Linked DNA regions of Mus musculus: regions 2 and 3 are each linked to region 1. A link is a contact called in public HiChIP or PLAC-seq data. All regions are on one chromosome and are shown on one strand. The core of a region is the stretch at or near the end of the contact, and the rest is flanking DNA. Distances in the headings are between cores, read along the strand shown.

Evidence for each region. HiChIP or PLAC-seq counts read pairs in DNA pulled down with a chosen protein or histone mark.
Region 2: a contact with region 1 is called in an H3K27ac HiChIP or PLAC-seq map of oligodendrocyte precursor cells, with 9 times the contacts expected there. The contact joins two enhancer-like sites. A contact is called at or near these places in 1 of 484 Hi-C or Micro-C datasets (bone marrow-derived macrophages) and 6 of 115 datasets of contacts at active chromatin or transcription factors (embryonic basal ganglia, embryonic forebrain, embryonic hindbrain and 3 more).
Region 3: a contact with region 1 is called in an H3K27ac HiChIP or PLAC-seq map of embryonic stem cells, with 6 times the contacts expected there. The contact joins two enhancer-like sites. A contact is called at or near these places in 2 of 484 Hi-C or Micro-C datasets (the G1E-ER4 cell line and bone marrow-derived macrophages) and 5 of 115 datasets of contacts at active chromatin or transcription factors (embryonic basal ganglia, embryonic stem cells, forebrain and 2 more).

The regions. Positions count from the first base shown.
Region 1 is chr14:66,322,222-66,327,390 of GRCm38.p6, forward strand. No RefSeq gene overlaps it. Among named protein-coding and RNA genes, the nearest start is that of Gm41183, 19 kb to the right of the region's middle. Within about 2 kb of position 2,935, at least 182 of the 459 cell types and tissues checked have an H3K27ac peak or open chromatin away from gene starts, as enhancers often do. A contact at or near this core is called in embryonic basal ganglia, embryonic stem cells, forebrain and 1 more, where this site is marked.
Region 2 is chr14:66,824,028-66,829,196 of GRCm38.p6, forward strand. It overlaps Dpysl2 (dihydropyrimidinase-like 2), which reads right to left. Exons shown (of 14, transcript NM_001378767.1): 7 at 4,744-4,812; 8 at 318-438. Among named protein-coding and RNA genes, the nearest start is that of Gm5464, 42 kb to the right of the region's middle. Within about 2 kb of position 2,629, at least 62 of the 459 cell types and tissues checked have an H3K27ac peak or open chromatin away from gene starts, as enhancers often do. A contact at or near this core is called in embryonic basal ganglia, forebrain and oligodendrocyte precursor cells, where this site is marked.
Region 3 is chr14:66,760,693-66,765,861 of GRCm38.p6, forward strand. It overlaps a transcript of Adra1a not described here. Among named protein-coding and RNA genes, the nearest start is that of Gm5464, 110 kb to the right of the region's middle. Within about 2 kb of position 3,064, at least 16 of the 459 cell types and tissues checked have an H3K27ac peak or open chromatin away from gene starts, as enhancers often do. A contact at or near this core is called in embryonic stem cells, where this site is marked.

The DNA.
Region 1 (5,169 bases), core at 1,685-4,184:
ACAAATACTATAATCAATTGCTTTAATTTTCTTTTTCAAAATGAAAGATCGATGAACCACAGTAGCAGGTGTTTGCATTTCTTCTAGGCCCCGCCCCCCCCCCCCCCCCCAGTTACCTGGCAACAGTCAGGAGTTCCGACTCACTATAAAAGGGGCTGCTTGCCCTCTCCTCTCTCTCTCTTGCTCACGCTCTTCCTCTTTCTTTCTTCCACCTCTGTCCCTTCTCTCCCCACTCCCATTGCTGCTCTCTCTCCATGTGTTCATGCCCCCCCTCTCTCCCTCCCTCTCCGTCTGTCTGTCTGTCTGTCTGTCTGTCTGTCTCTGTCTCTGTCTCTGTCTCTGTCTCTGTCTCTCTCTCTCTCTCTGTGTGTGTGTGTGTGTGTGTGTGTGTGTGTGCCTTTCTCTGCCTCCACTACTCCATCAGCTCCCCTCCTCATGCCCTAAATAAGCTCTATTCTATACTATACCATCATATGCATGGGGCACCCCCTTCCCCCACACCATACCGTGCCTCCACCAAACATATCCTTGGCTTCTCTTTCTTTTTTATAAAATGCAACAGCAGGGAGTCTAGTTCCTCACTATACAGACCCAAGGAAAAAGAAAATGAGATACTTGATAATTTCAGACAATTAACAAGGATGGAATGAAATATAAAGCTAGTTTTTATTTAAAAACATCAAAACATGCAAGGCAAGTCCAGGCATCGATTACAAGTTTGCTGGTGTAGTTACTTAGAGTCTTCTGAGTCACTTAAAGTCAGTGGACTGCTTCAAGACTGGGGACGGGAGCCCAGTGGCTCTCTTCACATATCAGTGCTTTTCCCCTGAGTCAAATCTTACTTGTTCATATCATGCATTTGCAGTATTCCGATGACAGCCTGAGATTCCGTCATTCTCCTTTAAATAGCCATGTGCACTTGCCTGGTTGGCACGCGGCTCTCACTGGGTGTTAGCATTGGTTACAGGGAGGCTCCTGCAATCCACTATGTCTCACAGCACAGCTACACATCATCATTAACATTGATTGTCACCATTTTCAGGGACCCTGATGATTTCTGTGTCCTGTTGGCTCACAGGATGACATCACCACCAGCTTTTTCTAAAAACTGTCAACACCTTTTCTGTCAGCAATATCCAACAGAAAATATAATGGGAATAAGATTATTTGAAAATAGCAACTAAAAGTAACAGGATCTTTACTCAAGATTTCTTTAAAAGTGTGTGTGTGTGTGTTTACTGAGGATTAAAACAATCATGGTGGCTTGAGTAAAGAATGACACAGCCCTGCCATGTTGGTGCTGCTGCTTGGGAAATTTATGAAACTTCAGGAGCTGGTGCTTTCTCGCCCTGCTGGAGGAAGGCTTTGAGGGTTTATAGCCTTGTCCAACTTCCTGCTTTCTCCCTCTGCTAACTGTGTTCGGACAAAGATGGCCAACAGGCTTCCTGCTCCTGCCACGAGGCCTGCCTACTGCCATGTCTTCCAGACCTAATGCTCACCCACTCCCTTTGGAACCATAAATCAAAAACAAAAACAACAACAACAAAAAAAGCTCCAAAAACTGTCTTCTGTAAGTTGCTGTTGGTCATGTGTTTCATCACAGAAACAAAACAGTAACGAATTCTCTCAAGATCTCATGCACACCGTGCAGGGCTATATTCCCCAAACTATATCTTCAGCCCTTGTCTTTCCATTTTTATTTTGGGTCAGAGTCTTCATAAATTTCCTAGGCTGGCCTGAACTTCAGATCTTCCTGCAAAACTCCCAAGGAGCTACTATCACAGGTGAGCCCCACCGTGCCTCGCCAAATTAAATTCTAAAGCCACAACAAAGCCTTACTGGAACGTTTAAAGCAACATCTCAGAGCAAGTAGATGTGGTGCTAAAATGCCCAGACGCTTTGAAGTCGAAAAGGTGATTTTAATTTAACTGGAAATAACATGAAAAGGTCAACAAGATATTTTAGAGAAATGATCATCTTATTATGATTGTATCAAAGGAAACATTTAGCTGTGTACAAAAGATCCATTCTTTTTTTCCTTTCCCCCAAAAGATCTATTTTCCCCCTAAAAGATCTGTTCTTGTTCATTTCCTATTTTAAACAAGGAAGTTGAAAAAAATCCAATTAAATATCCAAGAGTAGGGGAAATAGTTAAATTATTCCTTATACTGGAATATGGGGCCACTTAATAAAAACTAAGAATATTTCAAGTCAGGAGAAAATGGTTATTTGAATGTAGCAAATATTCAGTAATAATAAGTGTGCTGCCAAATTAATTGGGATTGAAGGGAAGAGACAAAACTGTTATAATGGATCTGTTGTTGCTTTTTCAATCCAGACGTTTTCAATTTAATTATCTATTATTTAGCAGACCCATCGATGAGGCTCTCAGCATCACCATACCCGGATACCCTGGTTCTGTTTAAGAGTTGTCTATGCATGGTTTTTGCTCTTTCTCCTTTTCCCCTACTGCCCTTGGCCATTATGCTCTTAGTTGAGAAATCACTATGTCTTGGGCCAGAAAAAGATAACCAGAACTAAACACCAGAGCCCGGGACTGGGAGGTTAAATGGTGGCAGGTGGCCTTGAGACAGCTGGGCTTTAAGGCTGTGAGGGGACAGCCTGGACACCAGTTAGAGGGGCGGGTCCATTGCAGAGGCCCAGAAAGGAGGGGCTAGGAGGGCAAACAAAAGAAACAACCCCGGGTGGGCGGGGGCACCTGAAGAAAAGCACGGTGCAGACCCTTCCACCCCCATCCAAGAACCCGAGGCTGGAAGAGGGGCGGGGCCGCCGCTGGTCACCATCAGCTCTCCCAACACAGGTTACAGCGACCTGATCTACGTTGTGGGTGTCCATCCCCACAGAGCCGCCCACGCCACAGCTACTCAAGTGGCCCAGAGGCCTCACCAGGGCTTAGTGAGCAGGAACGCCATTATTGGCTGCAGCTACTAGCATGATGTCATCATCACCCAATCTGAAGTCAGTGCCCCTCCCCAGGCTAGGGAATTAATTAGGAGTTAATTAACTCTTCCTGCAGAGTCTAGTAGAGTGCCAAGGTTTTGTAAGGATTTAGGGTGTGAGTGTGTGTGTGCACACGCGCGTGTTCTCGTGCGCGCGTGTTAAGACATAACTGTATTCAGGAGATTGTTGAAAGGATAATCTAGGATATTATTAACCGTTTTGTTCTACTTTGTGTGTGTTTGTTTTTGGTTTTGTTTCGTTTTGTTTTTGAGACAAGGCCTTGCTGTGTGTAGCCCATTGTAGCCTAGAACTCAAAATCTTTGCAGCTCACCTTTCCAAGAGCTGGGATTACTAGAGTGCGCCTCTACTCCCAGCCTGCAGTGAAATATGTTAAGCTCTTTTCTGTATTTAAACGCAAACGTGTGAGGTGCCTTACAGAGGTGCCTCATGCTTCTGGCAGCCTCTTAACTCTGCATTTACTGTGAGAAATCTCCTTTGCATTTATTCTTTAGATTCCTGGTAGTTAGTTGATGCGAAACGGGCATTCCGTAGGTTCACACACCACATCCAGTGTATAAACGTGCGCGGTCAATGTTACTTGCTGCAAAGAACTGAGCCACATGTGTGATGATTTATTTTATTTTATTTTTTTATATACTAGGATGAGTGTTTTAAAGTAGGCTGAAATGAACACAGTTGTGGATTTATTACACTGTAGGATGCCTGACCTTAATTCCTTTAAGATCAATTTCTAGAAGACAAACTTGTCATAGATGAAAATACTTGTTGCCATGAGCTGGGGACCCAGCAGTAGCCCAGCATAAGCAGGTCCTAAGGTTGATCCCGGGCAAACAAACCAAAACAACATGAACAACAAACAGGAAAGGGAAGAAAGCGCACGTCACCAGGCTGCTTTGGAAACTTACAATCCATGAGCACCTCTGATTCTCCACATGGTAATCAAATTTGAGATTATCTTTGATCATCTCGGGTATGATGAGAGCCCATGTGTAAGTTTTAGCTCTTCCTTTCCGTAATTCCCAGGATTTTGGCTGTTGTGAGCCTCGGTCAGTCTCCTAGCGATTCCCTGAATTCTCTTTGCCCTTTGCCTGCTTTGGTACCAGTCAGGATGCCTCGGCGCCCTGTGTCATTAGGGCACCTAAATGTGTCTCCTTTTTTCTTTGTGTCACACTGTATGTATAGCATATTCCCTTGCAAGATCACAGCCGACCTTGCTGTTAAGTCTGTGGCCACTTTTAAAATATCTTTTTTTTTTTTTTTTCACTTTACATCCCGATCACTGCCCTCTCTTCCCAGTCCCCCTTCACACAGTTCCTCCCCCCCCACTTTTAAAATATCTTACATGATTATTAGTCAATCCAATTAGTTTCTTCCTACAATTTTAAGTTTTAATTAATTTTTGTTAAAGTAATTAAGGTTTTAGTTAAGAGTTTTTAAAGATTTCCTTATGAAAAAAATTTAAATTAATAATACTCACTTGGGCACAAAGTGAATGTTCAAGGGAGAATACTGGGAAGTTCCTCTAGCTCCTGTATCTTTATTCTAACAATAGCAATCATTACTACTGGTTTGTTGTGTTTCTCCCCCCCACCCCCCGAGGTAAAGTTTTATGTCAACTTGGCACAAATTAGAGTCATTTTGGAAGAGGAAATCTCAACTTAGTGTGGGCAAGCCTGCATGTGATGCATTTTCTTGGTTGATGATCCATGTGGGCGGACCCAGCTCGTGTGAGCAGTGGTACCCCTGGCCTGGCATCCTAGGTGCTATAAGAAATCAGACTGGGCATAAGGGAGGCTCCCAGGAATCAGTGCAGGCGACCTCAGCAGAAATACCTAACAGTTGGGATTTGGAACCCAAAGAGACTACCTCCAGAAGCCAGACATGACCCTCAGCAGAGGCATGGGAACACCAACCCACCTACAAAACCTTTGACCCAAAATTGGTCCTGTCTAAAAGAAATGCAGGGACGAAGATGGAGCAGACTGAAGGAATGGCTGACCAATGACTAGCCCATTTTGAGACCCATCCCATGGGTAAGCACCAATCCCTCACACTATCAATGATGCTATGTTATGTTTGCAGACAGGAGCATAACATAGGCTCTATTCAGCAGCTGACTGAGATAGATACATATACCCACAGACAAATATTGGACAGAGGTCAGGGACCCCTATGGAAGAGTTAGGG
Region 2 (5,169 bases), core at 1,379-3,878, 500 kb after region 1:
TCCCCAGAGGGGTTCTGTCGCCAGTGAAAAGTGATGTAACCTATGTAATGTAACTAGTTTGTAAAATCAACTTATAGAGAGAGGAGGACACCTGCCCACGTGGCCTTGGCTTTAAATAGATACGAACAAGGCCAGGGCCACGGAACAAAGGGAGGAAACTAGAGCTGCCCGCTCTGCTGGGCTGCAATTAGGTTAATGCTGGAACATGATCAAAGTGGCCCAGTTGGCAAGAGGGTCGGAAAAAGAGCCTCCTCCAGGATCCGCGCTGCCTTCCCGCCACCTGCCCACGGGGCATCCGAAAGGCCCGAGATGCTCACCCTTCTTCCGTGCCTGAGCGATGACTTCAGCCGCACTCTTGCTCATCACTTTGGTGACATACAGAGGGCAGTTGGTCTGGTTGGCAATAGTGATGGACCGGTTCACAGCTTCAGCCTCGACCTATGGGAGGGCAGATAAGCATGAAAACCCCGCCCATCCTCATGCCCATCTTTGTCCTTATTCACTAACAGAGACAGATGGATTCCCAAGGCTCTTTCCTAAGTGACACCCAGGACAAAGATCCACAGGCTCCACCTAGACCCACAGTCTAGTAACATTGCCAAGTGGGTTGTAACCACCCTGGGTGAATATTGGCAGAAAACAAGATATTATGAAGATAACTTATGTCACTCCCTTTAGTTATCAAAGTACTGAAACAATGGCCTCTAAGAAATTATAGAGTTTTCTGAGGAGAAATTTCACAGTGGGAGAAGGAAAAGCCTGAAGCTGGGTGCCTGCCAGAGGAGAGACGTGTCTCCAGGAAAGGCAGTTCACACAGTTCTGAGTACACAGAACACCTTCCAGGACAGCAGAGGCCAAGGCAGCGATGGGTGGGAGGGACCACACCACGACGTGGACTGTTTGGCTAAGCATGCTTCGCGCCCTCTATCTAAAGAGCTCTTATTATTTCGTCCTTTTTAACTACGTGTCTGCCGGTGGGTGGGTGTGCACATGCGTGCTGGTACCCACGGAGATCAGAAGCACTGACAATTCCCAGAGATGGAGGTACTGACAATTGTGACCTGCCTGACGTAGATGCTGAGAACCAAACCTGGGTCCTTTGCAAGAGCAGTGTGAGCGTTCCTGCCCTCTTAGCTACTGAGCCACATCTCCAAGCCATTAAAGATCCAGGCTGGCCAGAGACTCCTGATCCTGCTTCCTCATCTCTTCATCACAGCCCACCAAGTGTACCACCATGAGCAGCAGCCTAGTTAAAGCTAGTTGAACCTAAGCTTTATGTCAGGACTCTGAGGATGGGCTCAGGAAGACGCTGGATCTCTGTTCCTCTTCCTACCCTAACTACACTGAACCAATCTCCTTTCTCCACAGTTCGCCACTGCTCGTTTTTCTAATTAGCCTGTGGATGATCAAGCCGTGCTTGTCAGGGCTGCCAGGGCCCAGTCTTGTTAGGCGTAAAGACTCTGGTAACAATTTCACTTGCTCACATTTGAGAATACCCAGGCCCTGGCTGATCTCAATGTGGATATTCATTCTGCTCTCATGATCCAGAGTGAAGACATTCAATGTTCGTGACTCTGGAGACAAGTCAGCCAGATACTTGTGGGCCAAGCCAACATCACCCACAAAACAAAACAAGCTTCAATAGTCTCTGGAATGGACTAGGGCTGTACCATGTTCCCCCAAGAGTGTGTCTGGCCAGCCACAGCCTGGTACGACCTTCAACGCAGATGAAGAACTACCCAAATGGAACATCTGGCTCTTTATGCCTGATCCTCAGGGAATGGAATTTCAGATTCCACATCACATCTACCGAATACACAACCGGGAAAACCGCCTTGCTATGGAGGTATATCTTATGTACAACAACGTGGGATCATCATAACAGAAGAAACTGATTCAAACGGGATCCCAAAAGGTCACTGCCAAGTCCTAAGAAAATATTGTGGTGTAAATTCTTAAAGGTAAGAAGGGAGATAGTCCCTTTCTCTGCCTACCATACTACCCCACTCCCAACATCCCTAAGCAGAGGGTCAAAACATAAATGGCTTCATCTTGTTAATGTAACTTTAAAAGCCAGGCGGTCACTTTTCAGAGGAGATAGCTGCACTCCTACAGTTAGTTGCCTTGACTAGTCCAGTTTCCACTGGAGCACGGCAGGGCTGGGGTCTGTCGCTGCTCTCTGTGCTCTTCCCAGTGAGGGAGACCCCGGCCTTCATTCACACTCAGCTTCTGGGCATCAACTATGTGAGGAGAGTCTATGAATCTTACAGGAAAGCAACCAGCTCTCAGAAAACACTCACCAAACACTCAAATGTTTCCCATTCCAGGGATAGCTGAAGAGAGCCTCCCTCCTGCTCCCTGCCCTCCCTCCCCTCCCTGAAGTTTCCTGTGGGGCTGTCAGCTCAGAAGTCTCTGAAGTGTGAATGAAAAGGACTCCAAGATGCTCAACACTTCACAGGGATGTCAGACACAGCCCTGCAGACTTCCCAGCCCAGACCCTTCACAAAAGGACAGACACACTATAAATAAAGTCTGGGAGCTACAGGCCTGTCCTCAGTAAAGCGGGGTGTGCAGTGCCTCTAATTAAGAAGCCAAGTGGGACTGGCTGCTACTAAGACTCCTGAGGAAGACTCGCTGTCCCAGGGGTCTGTCTGGATTTGCATACACACTGTGAATGGAATTCAGGCTCCATCTGGCTCCACAGAGTGGCCTGAAATTGGACAGGGGCCAAACTAAAAACGCTAGCTCTCTGGAAGAAGAGAGTATTTAAGCCTCGCTCTCCATTCTCCAGCTAGAACAGTCCAGCCTCTGATACACAACAAACACTGTGCACTGAGCCCTGACCAAAATCTCTTTAAATCTTGTAGGAAGGGTGTAATCGCTTAAAAATAAAACCTCTGCTTATTATAGAGACCTTGAACATCTGGGAGGTTGTCTATGTGATTTTATAGATGGAGCAGAACAAGCACCACAGGGAAATGACCTATCCAAGGACCCATAGCAGAGTCCAGACAATCTCTGGGCAAGTCCCTCCCGCCTTGGCAACCTACACGCCTCGGTCATATATCCTGCGAGGCCCAGCTGGAAAGGCCTTCCGTCTGTGATGGCTTTGCTGTACAGATCTTCTTTGGCCTCAGGCTCTTACCAGCTGCCTTTTGCTAGTAGTAAGTCACATTCTGGCTCACAGATATACTTCCTGTCTGCGGCTTTGTCACCAGCTCATTGAAAGACTCAGGGAGCACCATCCCCTGCTTGCCACAGATGTCCAGGCACTGCGGTGGTCAGAACATGTGCTTCTCACCGGTACCACCTCAGACAGGTGATCCCTAGATCCGGCATTCCTACCGGTCTCCCTTTTCCCAGCTTCTTGAGGGGGGAATCCTACGGAGCTGCGAGCTGTGCACATGGTAGACTGCGAAGAGCAGCATACAGCGGCAGGAAGCTGGCCGCCCTGCACAGTTCAAACCAAGCTGGCCATCATGGTGCTACAGACGGACGAGATCCTGACACTACACAAAGTTAAAACATTAGTGTTGCCTCCTATGTGCTGGGGGGTCTCTTCCTAAAGTGGGCTGTATGGCCAAGTCCATTCAGAGTGGTTCCATGTTTGATTCTCTGTGTCGCCCCCTCAAGAGTTTAAAACACAAAAGACTCAGCTTGACAGAAGAAACAGCCACCATCAGGAAGAACAGCAAGGGTGAAGGGCTCGAAATCTTATTCTTCCTTTCTTCCTTCCTGCCTGCCTGCCTGCCTCCCTCCCTCCCTCCCTCCCTCCCTCCTTCCCTCCCTCCCTCCCTCCTTCCCTCGATTCCTCCCACCCATAGGACTGACATGGGGCAAAATTACTCAAGAGCCTTATCAAACTCAGTGCCTGGCGTTAAGTTAGGCTCCTCCCACCATGCTCCTAAGCCCTGCTGAGCCTCAGGATGTCCAGAACTGGTCACTCAGTGCTCTAATTCTGTGAGACAATGGCCAAAGAGGAGGCCCTGTGCTGAGCCACGTACGCATGGGTGTAACTTTTCTGCGTAAAGGGTTAACCAGAACAGTGGGTCCCTGAGAGCTAGCTCCTGTGGGCATCCTTCCTGTTCCCACACTTTGTTCTGCCAAGCCCTGGGATCTAGTGGCCCCATCTCCTTCGCAGGCCACTTACCAAACATCCCCCTCTGTCCTGTTTTTGGAAGGGACACCTTAAATGTTGAACCTCCATCCGCCCAGGTCCCTGAGGGTCTCCCCTTGCCTGCAATCTTTGCAGTCTAGACTGTTCCTTGCTGAACTCCTCCATCCTCCTCTGCCCCTCAGAGCTGTAAGACTGCCTGCCGTTCTACAGACCTTTTCCTATACTGAAGGACCAGCCTCTGAAAAAGCACGGATATGATACCTGCAGCCTTCTGACCTACAGGCTCCACGGTCCAGTGTGATAACCTTGTGCTTCTCAGCCTGGGCTAATCCTGTTTACGGCTCCCAATGGTTCTATCCACCAGGCCCTACTGAGTGTGCTGCACTCAGCAATGACTCATCATGTGCGTTTTAGAGGTGTAAAGGAACTCTGTGGTTCCATCCTATGTTTAAGGGACTGGCGGTACTGCAAATGGGTATGTACATGCATGCACATGCACACGCATTTCTTTGAAAGACCAAAGCACATCCAAAAAGCCCCACTTTCAACAGGTACAGGGGTGGAGGAGAGGCCCTGCACAGAATCTACGAGACATCATGTCGCACATCCCAGTCCCAGATATTCACCTCCTCTGGCCGGCTCAACACGTGTCCCTCGGGGCCCGTGATGCCCAGATCCAGGATCCTCTGCTGTTCCTGTAATGTGCATAGAAAGCCGAGTGGTCAGAGAAGGTGGGTTTCAGGTGGCGGATGCCAAGAGACCTGGGCAAAAAAGCTCCCTAGCAAGAAGTTCAGTGGGCCCTGCTGGATACCGGGTGTCATGCCAGACCTCAGAAAGAGGCATCACTATACTAATTCCAATCCCACTTGAGCAAGACAGATCCTCTAGAGCCCCTCAATATGTTCAGCATCCCCAGGGAAGCTGACAGCCACTCTTGGCCCACAGCACAGTAATATGATGGTATCCAAGTGTGACTACGGTGTTCCTTGACTCCATCCAGAACAGCTACACTGCAGTGCCAAAAGAAGGGGCCTTTCTATAATGGAAATAAG
Region 3 (5,169 bases), core at 1,814-4,313, 440 kb after region 1:
TTCCACTCAACTGAACTGACTCTCTCTCCCTGTGCTGCTCTTAAGTAGCTTCTCATTCCTGTCTATCTTGTGAGAGCAGCCTGTCTGTGACTCATTCTGTCAGATCTTCCTCTCCTTTGTCACTTTGTCTGTCCCTCTAGACATCACTTTTAAACATGACTGCTTCCTTCTACAAACCAACTTTACCTACATTGTTTGGGATTAAAGGTGTGTACTAAGGGCATGCCTGTATTCCAGCCACATCATACTGTAATCCAGGGCATGTCTGCATTCTAGATGACCACACAGGTCTTTGGAAGTGATCCCTTGCCAGAGCAGCCATGTTGTTAGATCAAAATTCCTGTCTATCTGATTCCTCTGCTATCACAGCAACTGAACGACCCCCTGTGCGGTGTGCAGGCTCACTCTGCAAATTCACTGTTCCAGGATGACTAAGCTTGGATGACAACTGCATCTGTCAGACTTGAAGACAAGGAGGATTGGTCCTGAAGTTTTCTCTTCCTTTAGTGAGGCCGTGTCCTCTGCCAACACTCATATAATGGGGTTTTCCCCAAAGTAAGGAGGGAATTGATCCAGTTACTGGATAGTAAGATACAATGAGTAGTTCCTGTAAAGGGGAATTTTTAAAAAGCATGATATGAATCTCTCTCTAAAGCAATTTAGCTCAAGTACACATAACAACCAAAAGAATTGCCAGGCTGGAATGTTGATTCTGTTGTTAAGAGCACTTGCTGTAACTGAGAGGCTCTACCCAGCAGCTGACAGAAACAGATGCAGATACCCACAGCCAAACATTAGACAGCGCTCAGGGACTCTTATGGAAGAGTTGGAGGAAGGATCGTAGACTTGAAGGGGGTCGGAACTCCACATAAAAACCAACAGAGTCAACTAACCTGGACCTTTGGGGGCTTTCAGAGACTGAAGCATCAACCAAAGAACATACATGGGATGGACCTAGCACCCCTGCAAACACATATGTAGTAGATATGCAGTTCAGTCTTCATGTGTGTCCTCCAACAACTGGAGCAGAGGGCTATCCCTAAAGCTGTTGCCTCTCTATGGACTACAATCCCCTAACTGGGCTGCTTTGCCTGGCCTCGGTGGGAGAGGATGCGCCTAGCCCTGTAGAGACTTTATATGCTGGTGTGGGAAGATGCCCAGGGGGATGGGTCTCCACCCTAGCAGAGGAGAGGGAGGTAATGGGAGGAGGGATTGTGTGAGGAGGGGACTGGGGGGGATATAAAATGAATTCATACATACATACATACATACATACATACATACATACATACATACATACCCTTGCTGTTCATCCGGAAGACCTGAGTTTCACTCTTCTCACCCACACTGAACAACTCACAACTGCCTGTAACTCCAGCTGGAAGAGGGGTTCTTATGCCCTCTTCTGGCCTCTTCGGTCACTGCACACACACATATGCATAACATTAAAAAAACATGAAATAAATCTTTTTAAAAAGAAGAATTGTAATCTTGTCCTCATAGAATTAGGTAAAAATATTAAACAAATTACAAAATAAGGAACCATTTCTTTTCCTTTATCCTCAACTAAAACGCCATGGTATAGGCTGAACATACCCAAAGGTACTTCTGTCCATCACTTTAATGTTTCAAACATGTGCTCTATGATTCTAAACTGAGCATGCATGTGTGTGTGTGCAAGAATGCACTCATTCCCACATGATCAAGTATGAGGACCAGGATTCACTCCCCACCATCCACTTAGGGAGAAAAAGCATGGTGGTGCCCGTTTGTAATTCCAGTGTTGGGCACAGAGAAAGACAGCAGGATCGCTGGGGCTTGCTAGTCAGCCAGACGGGACAACACAGCCAATTCCAAAGGAATAAAGCCTGAGTATGGCCTCCGTCTTCCACACAAATGCACACACATGGGTGCACATGCGCCTGCAAAAGAGAGGGAGGGAGGGAGGGAGGGAGGGAGGGAGGGAGAGAGAGAGAGAGAGAGAGAGAGAGAGAGAGAGAGAGAGAGAGAGAGAGAGAGAGAGAGATGATAAACTAAGTTCCAAATCCTGTCCATAGCATCAGCTCTATTCCTTCCTGCTCTGGTGTTTTCTGGGTCCTAAGCAATTGTCACCCATGGATATGCAGAGTCACCCATGGATATGCAGAGTCACCCATGGATATGCAGAGTCACCCATGGATATGCAGAGTCACCCATGGATATGCAGAGTCACCCATGGATAAGCAGAGTCACCCATGGATATGCAGAGTCACCCATGGATATGCAGAGTCACCCATGGATATGCAGAGTCACCCATGGATATGCAGAGCTGTAACAGCTCCTGCTTCTTCATATGCTTGGGCTCAGACTCCAGAGAACATCAGCAACACCAAAGGGCAGGCTGCTGAACTGAGCCTAAAACGAAGCAGGAACCATGCTAGAAAAGTTGGAAGCTGAGCCACAGAGAAGGCCTCTGGCTTGGCTGGACCATGTGTCTGGCCCTAGACAATTCCAGTTTCTATCAATCCAGTGTCTACTGATGGTTTATGATGAAAAGTGGGAAAAAAAATCATGGACTCTACGTTTCTGTCCAGAATAAACAGAGAGAGAGAGAGAGAGAGAGAGAGAGAGAGAGAGAGAGAGAGAGAGAGAGAGAGAGAGAGAGAGAGATTGGGGGAGAGAAAGGAGAGGAAGGAAAGGAAAGGAAAGGAAAGGAAAGGAAAGGAAAGGAAAGGAAAGGAAAGGAAAGGAAAGGAAAGGAAAGGAAAGGAAAGGAAAGGAAAGGAAAGGAAAGGAAAGGAAAGGAGAGTTTGGTATCTTAGTGAAGCAACCCGCTCTGACCCCAAATAAACAGACTCAAGACAGGAAGTTAGACCATTCTAGAGTCCTGGAAACCAAAATATTCCTCCCAATTTTTTAGTGGGACAGTGTCCACTCCTGTCCATGAGCTAGCATCCCTGGGGCATGAGGGACACTTCTGCAGCCTCAGGTCTGCAATTGGGCTATTTTTAAGTGATCCCAGAACTGTAGCATAACTACATTTCCAGATGTATTTAACAAACTGGAAAGAGGCAGCTAAATGATATATTGGGGTTTGATTTTCCCATTCCTGGCCCCCTGGAAACACCTGTGAAGGCAGGCTCCTGCTTCCATCAGAGAGCACCACGGTAAAGCTCATCCCCATGAGATGAGCTCTGTTCATGGTCTGTGGGTGTGGGTGCACTCTGGAGACTCCATCCTCCCACCTCACTCATTGCCCTGTGGACGGGGATGTATTCTGGGACCTCCATCCCCAGAGCAGCATTCAAGGCCTGTGGATATAGACTCATTCTGGGGCCTGCAGCACAATGACTCCCCACCAGGTCTCAGTGTTCTCCCTAGTGGGAGGGTCAGGACAGCAAGAGGGCAAAGTCCATTAAGAAGATGAAGAAGGGACACATGAGAGCGGGGAGGACCATCCTGCCTTGGAAGGCAGCTCATAAAGAGGATAAGGAGGCTGACACTTTCCAGACAATTCTTCCCAAATCCTCTGACACAAAGAAATGCTGTAAAGACCCTCAGGGTTTGTCCATGGAGCTTTCTGAGGTTCACCTATGGTGGTCTGGCTCCTGGCACCTTACTCAGTACCTCAGCCTTGAGACAGTCCTAGTTCAGCAATGACTTCCCAATAAAGAGGCTTCTCCTCTGCCTGCAGCCTTGCTTCTGCCTCGGGACATCTGGCAATAATCATTTCACTCATTTGCACTGAATGAATGGTGTCTTATTTCCTCCCTGTGTACAAAGCCTCAAGTATGGCCATTAGAAGCTCTCGTGTGTCATTGGATGTTCTGTTTTGCCAAGAAAGTCTTGTTCCCTGTTTTTAAGCTCTTAGAACAATCCCATTTTAGGATATCTTCTATCTGGGCTGGCTTTTCAACAGTTCGCAACACGTGCTTTTTTAAAAGATGACTTATCCTCAAGTTTCCACATTGGGCGCCTCTCTGGGTCTCCTTTTGGAATGTCCTTGTATCGCTATCCGATGTCCCTTCTCGTTCAGTTGAGAAGGCAGCAGTCCTCATGTCTACTAAGGTATTAACCACAATGATGCCAATGGTCAACTGCAAGGAAAGCTCTGGGGTGTTGGAATTCTTCTGTATCCTGTCTTGTGATGGGTTTCACGAGAGTCTAAAGGGAGGAGGAAATGAGAGAGAGCAATGGCGAGGGAGAATGACAAATCTTGCATGGGTTCTCTTATGTAGAATCCAGGTGTGTGTGTGTGTGTGTGTGTGTGTGTGTGTGTGTGTGTGTGTGTTTAACATGGTTGATATGGTATGGTAATGGTATGAAGTGGAATATCATGGAGTGGCATGGGAGGGGATAAAAGTAGAAGGGGGGGTAATTGTAGGAGAAAAGACCAGCAAGAAAAGGAAGCAGGGAGAGTAACATGTGGAGGGCAAAGATGAGCAAAGTACAGTGACAAACATGAAAAGAAGAAGGAGGAGGAGAAGGAAGAGGGGGAGGGAGAGGGAGAGGAAGAGGAAGAGGAGGAGAAATGCATGACAATATATTTTACTTTAAATCCCTGACCCCAAGTCTTATCCAAACTAATCAATTCACAATTTCTGGGTAGATACAAGTTATCTGTATTTTTCCCAAGTTCCCCCAAGGTTTCCGGAGTGCAGTCAAGGTCAAGAGCAGGAGTGTGAGTAATGTTTGTTCTACATAAAAAGCTGTTTTGTCAGCAGCTCGGTGTCCCGTTCCCAGAGGTAACTTCTGTCAGTCAGGACACACCTGCCCCAGCTTGGGCAAAGGACTGGCTTTGTGATCGTCTTCTCCAAATGACTTCCTTAGAGAACGTGGTTTCTGTCACTGTGCCCCAGTCAGGAACCCAGAAGTAGTCCCTAGAGACCCAGAATAGGCCAGGACCCTATGTTTCCAAACTCGCTGTGGGACCACCGTCTCTATAGATGATTAAAAAGCTAACAAACACCCATTGTTTTAAAGACTTGGGAGGACTTCCTGGTCTCGTGGCTTGTGGTTTTAGTCATAGTACTCAGGAGATGGAGGCAGGACTGCTGTGCATTTGGAGACAGGCTAAATGAACTATTCAACAAACCTAGAGAAGAAAGGGGACAGATGATCTGAACAAGCAAGGGTCAGCATTATGTGTCAATTTAACTTGTCCACAGGGTGCCCAGGGGGGTCACATGA